3 separate regions of the Sus scrofa genome follow, and regions 1 and 3 are each linked to region 2. The links are chromatin contacts, called in public HiChIP or PLAC-seq and promoter capture Hi-C maps. All regions are on one chromosome and are shown on one strand. The core of a region is the stretch at or near the end of the contact, and the rest is flanking DNA. Distances in the headings are between cores, read along the strand shown.

What was found. Promoter capture Hi-C pulls out the DNA fragments that hold promoters and counts their contacts. HiChIP or PLAC-seq counts read pairs in DNA pulled down with a chosen protein or histone mark.
Region 1: a promoter capture Hi-C map of liver shows a contact between it and region 2, with 2.6 times the contacts expected there. The contact joins the promoter of FADS2 here to the promoter of FTH1 in region 2. A contact is called at or near these places in 1 of 5 promoter capture datasets (liver) and 2 of 47 Hi-C or Micro-C datasets (embryonic fibroblasts and liver).
Region 3: a contact with region 2 is called in an H3K27ac HiChIP or PLAC-seq map of alveolar macrophages. The contact joins the promoter of TMEM258 here to the promoter of FTH1 in region 2. A contact is called at or near these places in 1 of 5 promoter capture datasets (liver), 7 of 47 Hi-C or Micro-C datasets (blood, heart right ventricle, liver and 4 more) and 2 of 2 datasets of contacts at active chromatin or transcription factors (alveolar macrophages and skeletal muscle).

What each region holds. Positions count from the first base shown.
Region 1 is chr2:9,665,282-9,668,128 of Sscrofa11.1, forward strand. It overlaps FADS2 (fatty acid desaturase 2), which reads right to left and starts at 1,385. Exons shown (of 12, transcript NM_001171750.1): 1 at 1,144-1,385. The coding sequence starts at 1,350. LOC100739565 (a long non-coding RNA gene) reads left to right here. Exons shown (of 3, transcript XR_135127.4): 1 at 1-1,291.
Region 2 is chr2:9,533,661-9,536,456 of Sscrofa11.1, forward strand. FTH1 (ferritin heavy chain 1) reads left to right here and starts at 1,510. Exons shown (of 5, transcript NM_213975.1): 1 at 1,510-1,588; 2 at 1,656-1,794. The coding sequence starts at 1,681.
Region 3 is chr2:9,755,265-9,758,245 of Sscrofa11.1, forward strand. It overlaps TMEM258 (transmembrane protein 258), which reads left to right and starts at 1,706. Exons shown (of 4, transcript XM_003122626.6): 1 at 1,706-1,816. The coding sequence starts at 1,814. FEN1 (flap endonuclease 1) reads right to left here and starts at 1,599. Exons shown (of 2, transcript XM_003122627.5): 1 at 1,358-1,599.

The DNA.
Region 1 (2,847 bases), core at 135-2,634, 130 kb after region 2:
CCTCCAGGTGGAATGAGCTACTCAAGCTAATCCCTCCCTAGTCACCAGACTCCTTCTCTGCCTCCAGCTCACTGCCACCAAGAGAGACCCCCTTCCTTCCTCCCCGCCTCTGTTCTTTTCTCTCTCATTCACTTGAGCTCACAGGGGAACCGGCTGCACCTTCGAGAAAAGGGAGGATTTCCGTCTGGGGGTTAGGGGGCGTGGTGGAGGGGCTGGGGAACGCAGAGCAGCGATTACATAAAGGGGAGAGGAAGATGGGCATCCTGCATGAAAGTGCGGGTAAGACGGGTAGCCTGGCACCGGCGAGATCCTAGGGACTCACTACCTTTACCAGTGCAAGATGAGGGAAGGGCATTCCTGGCAGGATTTAGAAACAGAGGGCCTTTGAGTTGAAGTCCCCAGTAACCTCGGGTGCAGCCGGACCTGTTGCCGAGCCAGCCTTGTGCAGATAATAAATCGTCGGGTCTCAGAGCTCCTCTCCACCTGGGCTTTGCAAACTGCAAACCTCTCTCTTTCTACTACTTCTCACCCCGGTCCCCCAAGAAGGCCCACCCTTGCGGTGGGTGCTGGCTATCTCTGAGACCGTGGGACCGGGAACTACCAGACGGAGTCTCCCAGGCAGCCATTGCAGACCTTCGGAGGCTAGAATTCCAGCAGGAGCGAGCCCTGGCCGGGGGCGAGCTTTCCTTCCCCGCCCCCTGGTCTGGGGGAGAGCAGGGACGGGCGCAGAGTCCCACAGCTGGCTCCTCTCCCGCTCCTCTCCGGAGCGCCCAGGGGCGGCCATCTTTCACGATGGGGGCGCCAAAGCCTCAGCGCCCCCTTTGGGGAGTCCCCGAGTCCCAGTGAACCCGGAGGAAGTAACGGATGCAAGGCTCCCAGTGCGCGCGGTAGATCCGGCACGGTTCTCCACCGCTCAGATCTGCCTCCCGGGTTCCAGAATCCGACCCCCAGGGCTCGTTGGCCCAGCTGTCCTAGAGGACGAGGATTCGGGGCGGGGGAAGAGCACAGGAGACACTTTCCTTCCCTTCGGGACGCCCCAAGCTCCACACAGCGCTGGAGGTCTTGTTTGGCGCCCTGGGACCCACGGCTCCGGACTCCCTCCAGCAGCCGAGGAAGGTGGCGGGAGAGGCCCCAGACCCTTACCGTAGCATCTTCCCCTGCATAGTGCGAGATGACCCGGTGGCCCCCGGGGTGCCGGCTGGACCATTTGGTGACGTTGTAGACCTTGCGGTCGATGACGAGCCACTTGTCCGTGCGCAGGTTGTGCTTCTGAATCTCCTCCCAGCTAAAGGTAGGCATCTGCGCCTCGCGCTCGGTGGCCCCCTCGCCCTGGTTCCCCCCCTTCCCCATGCTGCCCGCTGACCAGGTTGCCCGGTGCACTGCGGTCTGTGCCGCTCGGGCCCTCCTTGCTTTCGGCTTTTGTCTTCTCCTCCTCCCACCGCGCCCCCTCCCCCAGCCTCCTCGCCTCCGCTCGGGAGTATCCTTGCCTTTCCTCCAGGCTTCCCAGTGGCCCCAAACGGTCCCCTCCCTCCGCCCTCCCTCCGCCCGCCAGCCCGCAATGGACTTTTGCCTCCAGCTAAAACTCCCCGGTAGCTCAGGGCCTCCAGGCCTCCTGTGCCCGCCCCTCCGACTCCCCCCGCCCAGGGCTCTGCATCCTCCCGCGTTCCCCTCCGCCTGGGTTTCCACAGTGATCAGCAGAGCTTCTGCACCAATCCGGGCGCGTCGCCCCGCCTGCCATTGGCCCAGGAGGATCTTTCGAAGGCCAGCGGGCTGGAGCAGCGGTCCCCGGCTCCCCCGCCTGCCCGCCCACGCGGAGTCGAGCCAGGCAGGGAGGCAGGTTACGTGTCCGAACTCCTCCCGCCCCCGCTCCGGCGCCGCGCAGCGGAGGGGATCTCAGGGGAGCGCGGCCCGCGAGAGGGGGCGGTGGCTGAGTTCTGGGCGCGTGCGCGCGCCCCCATCGCCCGCGCTTCCGGGGTTTGCACCTGATGCTGGCGCCCAGAGGTCCCCGCTTGCTTTACGGTGGCGACCGGCCGGAAGACAGGCTGGCGGGTGCTCGGGCAGCGCGGAGCTGGGGGGCTGGCGAGTTCCACTCTGGACCGGCCTGGATAGGTGGCGCCCGTCCCTGACCCGCTGGAATCGAGACTTCAGGATCCGCATTGTCCGCGCTTACCCCATTGGCGCCCTCCTGCAGCCTCCCTGGTTCGGAAAGGAGCCCTCCTCCCGACGGCTCAAGACTCTGAAGCCTGTAATCAGTGGATCTTAGGAGAAAATTGCAGAACCTCTGATGTGCTTTCCTGTGTTAGGCGCCATGGTGGTGGGAGGAGGGGGCGCCGTGGTGGGGAGAGTGGGGGGGCCCAGGGTGAACAAGACTTGGTTCTAGCCCCGAACTCAGGAATCTCACAACCTAGTTGGGAGAGGGAGAACATGGAAGCAATACGGGACCTCATACCATCAATTGTTCAGTGATGCTGTAGAGACTCCAGGAAATAAAGGTGGGGGTAGCAAAAGGATAGGCCTGTGCAGGTCCCCAGATGCCACCTGGATGGAACTGCTCAGGATCAGCGCCCCAGCAAAAGGACTGCCTGGAGTCCAGGCTTGAGAAAGCTGGATCCTTGGGAGGTGCCCTAGCGGCTCAGCGGTTGAGGAAACCAACCAGGATCCATGAAGATGCGGTTTCGATTCCTGGCCTCACTCAGTGAGTTAAGGATCTGGCGCTGCAGGTCACAGACACAGCTTGGATCCCCGCGTTGCTGCCCGGGAACCTCCATATGCCACGGGTGCGGCCCCAAAAAAAAAGACAAAAAAAGACTGGATCCTCTACTCTTCCAGGGTTTTAGCGAGTCCAAT
Region 2 (2,796 bases), core at 260-2,759:
ACCCACTGAGCAAGGCCAAGGATTGAACCCACAACCTCATGGTTCCTAGTCGGATTCGTTAGCCATTGCACCAAAACGGGAACTCCTCAAATGTCACTCTCTTTAGGGCAGCCTTCCTTGAACTCCTATCCCAGACTGGGTAAGGCACCCTTGGTATTCACCCATCATCCTTCTTAATTTCTTGTCTGCAGCCCTAGCCCCATTAAAATTTTTTTTCCTTAAGTAACATATGTACATTTGAAATGAATAAAGACCCAAGAGAAATCGCTGTAATTCCACCAGCAACTTGTTTTCCTATTTTAGTAAAGTTCCTTTAATTTTTTGTTGTAAAGCTTTTAGAAGTACAGCTTACAGTTGGACATTTGTGAATATCCTGAAAAGGGTCTTGGGTAGGTCCCCTACCCACGTGTTGAAGGGCCTGATTAAGAATCGTGGACCCTGGGGGCAGCAGATTGGGTCTGCCTAGCTCCAGTTCTGCCACCCACGAATTCGCACCCACTCAGTGCCAGGGACACTGCTGCAAGCCACACACAGTGCCCCAGCCACTCCACGTTCTCTGGCATCTGTCCTTCATGTTCCGCGCCTTCAGCTTCTCTCCAAGGACAACCCAGGGGGTGGCTCCCTGTAGAACCGCCTGAGCCTGAAGCTCCTGGGGCTTGATCGGCCATTTCAAAATGGCCTCACAGCATCCTTTTCAGATTCAAGCAGCTTCTTTCCTCCTTTTCTAACCCCCTTGGTCTCTGAGTTGTAAGCTACCGGCCGATTTTCTCAGAACCCTGGTGGCTCACGACTCCCTCGGGAAGGCAGTCTTTCGGGGAAACACGACCCGCCCAGCCTTTGTTGTAGCAACTGCACGAGGAGCCACGTACACTTTCGGCCAAAGCCGGACCGGGCCACCAGAGCTGGAGGAGGCCCGACCCCACCTGCTTTGGGCCCCTTCCTAGGTTTTGAGGAATTGAAAGAGGGCCCTTTCCCCGCCCGACCTCTGCCTCACTCCGGGCCCACGTTCACTCTCCGGGTTCCCTATTTGCATTACCAGGCACCTCGGAGTGTGGCAACTGCAGCTCTACCGCTCTGATTTTTAACATGACCTTGGCCATAAGTCTCGGGGTGCCCGCTTGGGCTCTTGCAAGAGCCTCGACGCCCCAGGGAAGGTTTCCCGTCGGTTGCAAAACCCAGGCTGTCAGAGCCCCGAGAGTCATAGAGTCACAGCCCCGAGCTGGACTTCCTGCCCTTGCTCAGGTCGTCTCTCTCATCCCACGAAACGCACCTCAAGGCGTCTGCGCGGGACGGGGTTCCAAGACTCCCAGGCTTCGCCACCCCACCCCTTCCCTCCCCTCCCCCACCATCCCAGTGCGCCTCCCCCCACCCCCGCCCGCACCCACCGGAAGGGGCGGGGCTCCGCGCGGCGGGCAGGCGGCGTGATTGGCCGCGGCGGGGCGGACGGCCGATGCCGATATAAGAGCCGGGCCAGCGCTACCTGCGCCACAGTCTTCGCGGAGAGTCGCTGCGGTTTCCTGCTTCAACAGTGCTTGGACGGAACCCGGCGCTCGTCACCCGCCCCGGCCGGCCGCTCAGAGCCAGCCCTCGCCACCTCTTCACAGCGCCCTCGGACCGCCCCAAGGCCACCGCCACCGCTCCCGCGCCGCTGCCGCCACCACCGCTCCTCAGCCTCCCGCCATGACGACCTCGTGCTCCTCGCAGGTGCGCCAGAACTACCACCAGGACTCGGAGGCGGCCATCAACCGCCAGATCAACCTGGAGCTCTATGCCTCCTACGTCTACCTGTCCATGGTAAGCGCAGGCTTGGCCGGCGGGGGGCGGGCTCGGCCTCGGAGGCGGCGGGGCGGGGTGTGGCTAGCGGGCGGGGCCTCCCGCCTCCCGCCTCTGCGCGGTTCTGGAAAATGGAGGCTGCTCCGGGTCCCCCAGGACTTCGCAGAAATTCCGAGGAGTCGGCCCTTTCCGACTGACCCCTGGGAGTGCCCCTTTGTAGGCCGACTGCCTCTGCCCGCCCACCCCCCTCCCCCCTCCCCCTTTTTTTTCCTTGCCGCGCTTGCTGCCAGTACCATCCTGCAGTTAGGAAGGTGGATTTTCGCATTTCCATTCCGTCCTCTGCATCCGATCACGTGATCCTGGGCGGAGGCGAAGAGGTCCTGCTCCCATCCCCCAGAATACGGCGGAGCCTGCTGGGTAATGGTGTCGAATAGCAGCCCTGGGGGCTGGTGTGAAGTGCTTTATCTCCAGTGGGCTGACCACCCGAACAGCCGTCTCCACCCGTTTGCTCTGCTTATCGCCAAGTCCCACTTGAATTGAAGCACATCTCTAGAAATCTCTCCTTCCGCCACAGTTGTCTTAGTCACCCGTCCTTGCGCCTGACTACCTCCTCCTTTATTCTTTTTGTCTAAAGGTTGGGGCCTAATCGAACCCTTCGTTCTTGGATAAAGTCCATCCACAGTTACAGGGCCGGCATTTTTTCCATAGAGGGGTCAGTTTTCCAAATTCCTGGTTTTAGGCGGTGTGGTAGGAGTTGTAGAATTGTCTGACCATTACGTAAACCATCCAAGAATAGGCAGGTACCAGATGGGTTTGGAACTGGCCTGGATTTCTATGACTGCCCTTCCATTTCAGGAACACCCAGCAAGGGTCTAAAAGAACCCAGTTTTGCTTTCTACTGTTATGCCTTTATATACATTGTTGCCCACAGCCGTCTACTTCCCTAGTGGGGTACTTTTAGAAATGCATCGGTCTGGCTGTAAGCTGGCAAGTTCATGTTTTAACATGGATTAATCAAGGAGG
Region 3 (2,981 bases), core at 456-2,955, 220 kb after region 2:
GTCGGGCCTAATCCACCCTCACAATTTTCTGCCACTTCCCACTAAAACCTGTACTTTCATTCACTTAATATTTTTCATGTGGACACCATCTTCTAAAAACTAAATTGAAAAAAAAGAACTCATCTTAAGTAATAATACCTGTGTTATATCAGTTATAACTCAATACTTTTAAAAAGGATGTTGAGGAGTTCCTGTGGTGGCGCAGAGGAAACAAATCCGACTAGGAACCATGAGGTTGTGGGTTCGATCCCTGGCCTCGCTCAGTGGGTTAAGGATCCAGCATTGCCGTGAGCTGTGGTGCAGTTCGCAGACACAGCTCGGATCTGGCATTGCTGTGGCTGTGGTGTAGGCCAGCAATTGCAGCTCTGATTTGACCCCTTGCCTGGGAACCTCCATGTGCTGCGGGTGTGGTCCTAGAAATAATAAAATAAAATAAAAAATAAAATAAAAAGGATGCTGAAGGCACCACTGGCACTGTGTCCAACACTCAAAGAAATAGTACACTAGGCCTTCTAATTGTTCCCACTCGTCCTTCACAGGGTTCTTTCTAAAACATAAGGGACTTACAGCATCAAGATCTTTCATGCTGATTCCCAACTTAACTTTACACTCTTAGAATCGAAGAGAAAGGCTGGTCTAAGGACCGCCCTGTCTCACTTTTGCTCGGCGGTGCCTTCCTCCCACCATCCTGAAGCCCTTTTCTTCAATGTCCGTCTCACCTAGTTCTCACCTGCGAATGGCGGTGGCCTTGAACCCAGGCACCAGCACTCACCACCTCGGTAATACCATTATGTCACTTAGTCTGTGACGTTACTAAGCCATTTAGGTTTGGTTTTCTCATCTATCAAGTATGGGAACCATGCCTGCCTTGCAGAATTACTGTCAGAGTTAACTGAGGTACCAGACAAAAACCCCTCCAACAAACGCTAGGTGCTCTATAAAAATTCCCCCTCCAGAACCCACTCGATCCTTCGGTTCAGGCCCCAACCTATCTGCTTTGCTAGAATGTGTACCCAGGAGCCAGTGCCTCGTTAGCCGAGTATCCCACCACCGAGGCCGACAAAGGCAGGAAGGAAAGGAATCTGGACAAGTGCAGTTCCAAAACTGTCTCTCCTCCAGCACCTAAGTCACCATACAAAACGACTCCAGGAGGTGGGAGTTATTATCCTTCTTCTACAAATGAAGAAAGAGGCTCGGGGGTTCAGCGACTGGCCCCAGGCTCACAACGGAAAGTGGCGGGCCCGCCAGATGGCGAATCCCGCGCTCCCTCCGTCCGGCGCACGGCAGCGGCCGGCCTTCTCCAGCACCCGGCGCAAAGCGGGCCCGCCGCTCTCGAGGCGCTTCCCGCGGGTCTCACCTGGCCTCTGGGACGTGAAGCCTCGGCAGCTGGCGATTGCTCCTGTGTGGCCCAGGGCCGACCTCAGCCCAACTCGCTCCTCAGCCGCGGGTAGCCTCTCGCTCCGCCGCCTTCCAAAGCCCGCGCTCCCGTCACATGACCTACCGCGGCGCACAGCCTCCTGGGAAGTGTAGTACAGGCCCCGGAGCCCTCGGCCTGCTTCTCTCAAGACAAAGACTCCAGCCAGGGTGAACAGGCTCGCTCAGCGACCCGACCCTACCCTTCTCCACCACTTGTTCCCACTCCACCCCGGGACCCCGCCGGCCCCAGATCCCGTTGCCGCCCCCCACCACAGGACTACAAATCCCACAATGCCACTCGCGCAGCTGCGCTTCCTCTTCCGGCTGAACTGCGCGCCTGCTCCTGCCGACGTGTTCTTCCGGTGGCGGAACGGCGGTTTACCCTGTGCCCGGCAAAATGGTGAGAGGATTGAGAGGTGTTTCCCACAGGGCTCTGGGGACCCCTCGGGGCTCGCCCCACAGCCGGTTTCTCTCGCAGAGGCCTCAGGCGCCCGAGGTCCAGAGGGCGGGAGGCTCCTGGATCCTTCGGCTTGGGCTGAGGGGCGGGGAAGGGAAGCCCCTTGCCGTAGACTCCGTAGGCTGTGGTTTTGATCTCACTAGGTTTCAGATCTCCCGATTTAGAAGCGTGGGGTGCATTTTAAAAACCTTGGAGTTTTGATTTCTGTGACGTGTATCTGGAAAGTTTTTCCCCCCTGTGGAACTCGTGCTTATCCTACACGGCCCTGGGCAAATGTCACCTTCTTGATGAAGCACTTCCAGCTGTCTCGGGCACTTGTCCCCTCTCTCCTGGGAGCTCCCACAACCTATGTACCAGCCTTTTGCCACGTGTCATGTACTTCTTTGTTATCTGCCACGCCTACTAGTGACCACCAGCTGACGTGCCTCTAGCCCTGGGATGATGTCTATTCATCTTTGTATTCCCAGTGCCAAACACGGGGCCTGCAATTGGAGGGTCAGTCAATGGCAGCGATTGTCTTTATCATTTGGGGGGGTGGGGGGACATACATGTTTACTGAATTGAATTCCAGTGTCTCTTAGAACAATGGGGTCAATTTACTTCTCTAGAGTTGTTATGTTCTGGATTTTAGAAGCGTTGGGCGGTGGGTGACAATGGGAGTTAACATTTGTGCAGAACTTTACGTTTTACAGCCCTCTTTCACAGGCATTATCTCATAATTTGCTCTCTAACCTTGGGAAGGAAACAAAAAGCCATTAAGCAACTACTCCATGCCAGGCAGTGAGTTAGAGGCTGTGACGTTTGTCATCTGCCTTAAATCATACATCAACCTTGTGAGAGAGAGATTATTATAATCCCTTTACTGAGACTCATGTTTACTCACTAGAGCCAGAATTATAACTTAGGTCTTTTGCCTGTAGATCTCAAGATTCCTTACTAGTGCAGGAGTTGAGATCAGGGTACCAGTCCAGTTCTGTCTTCCAGCAAGGATTCTTAGCTTGATACCTACAGACATGGGTCCATAAAACTTCTCAAACCATAAGCAAAATTACAAATTCCCCCGTAGTGGAGCGGGCTGCGAAGCTGGAGTTGCTGCCACTGCAGAGAG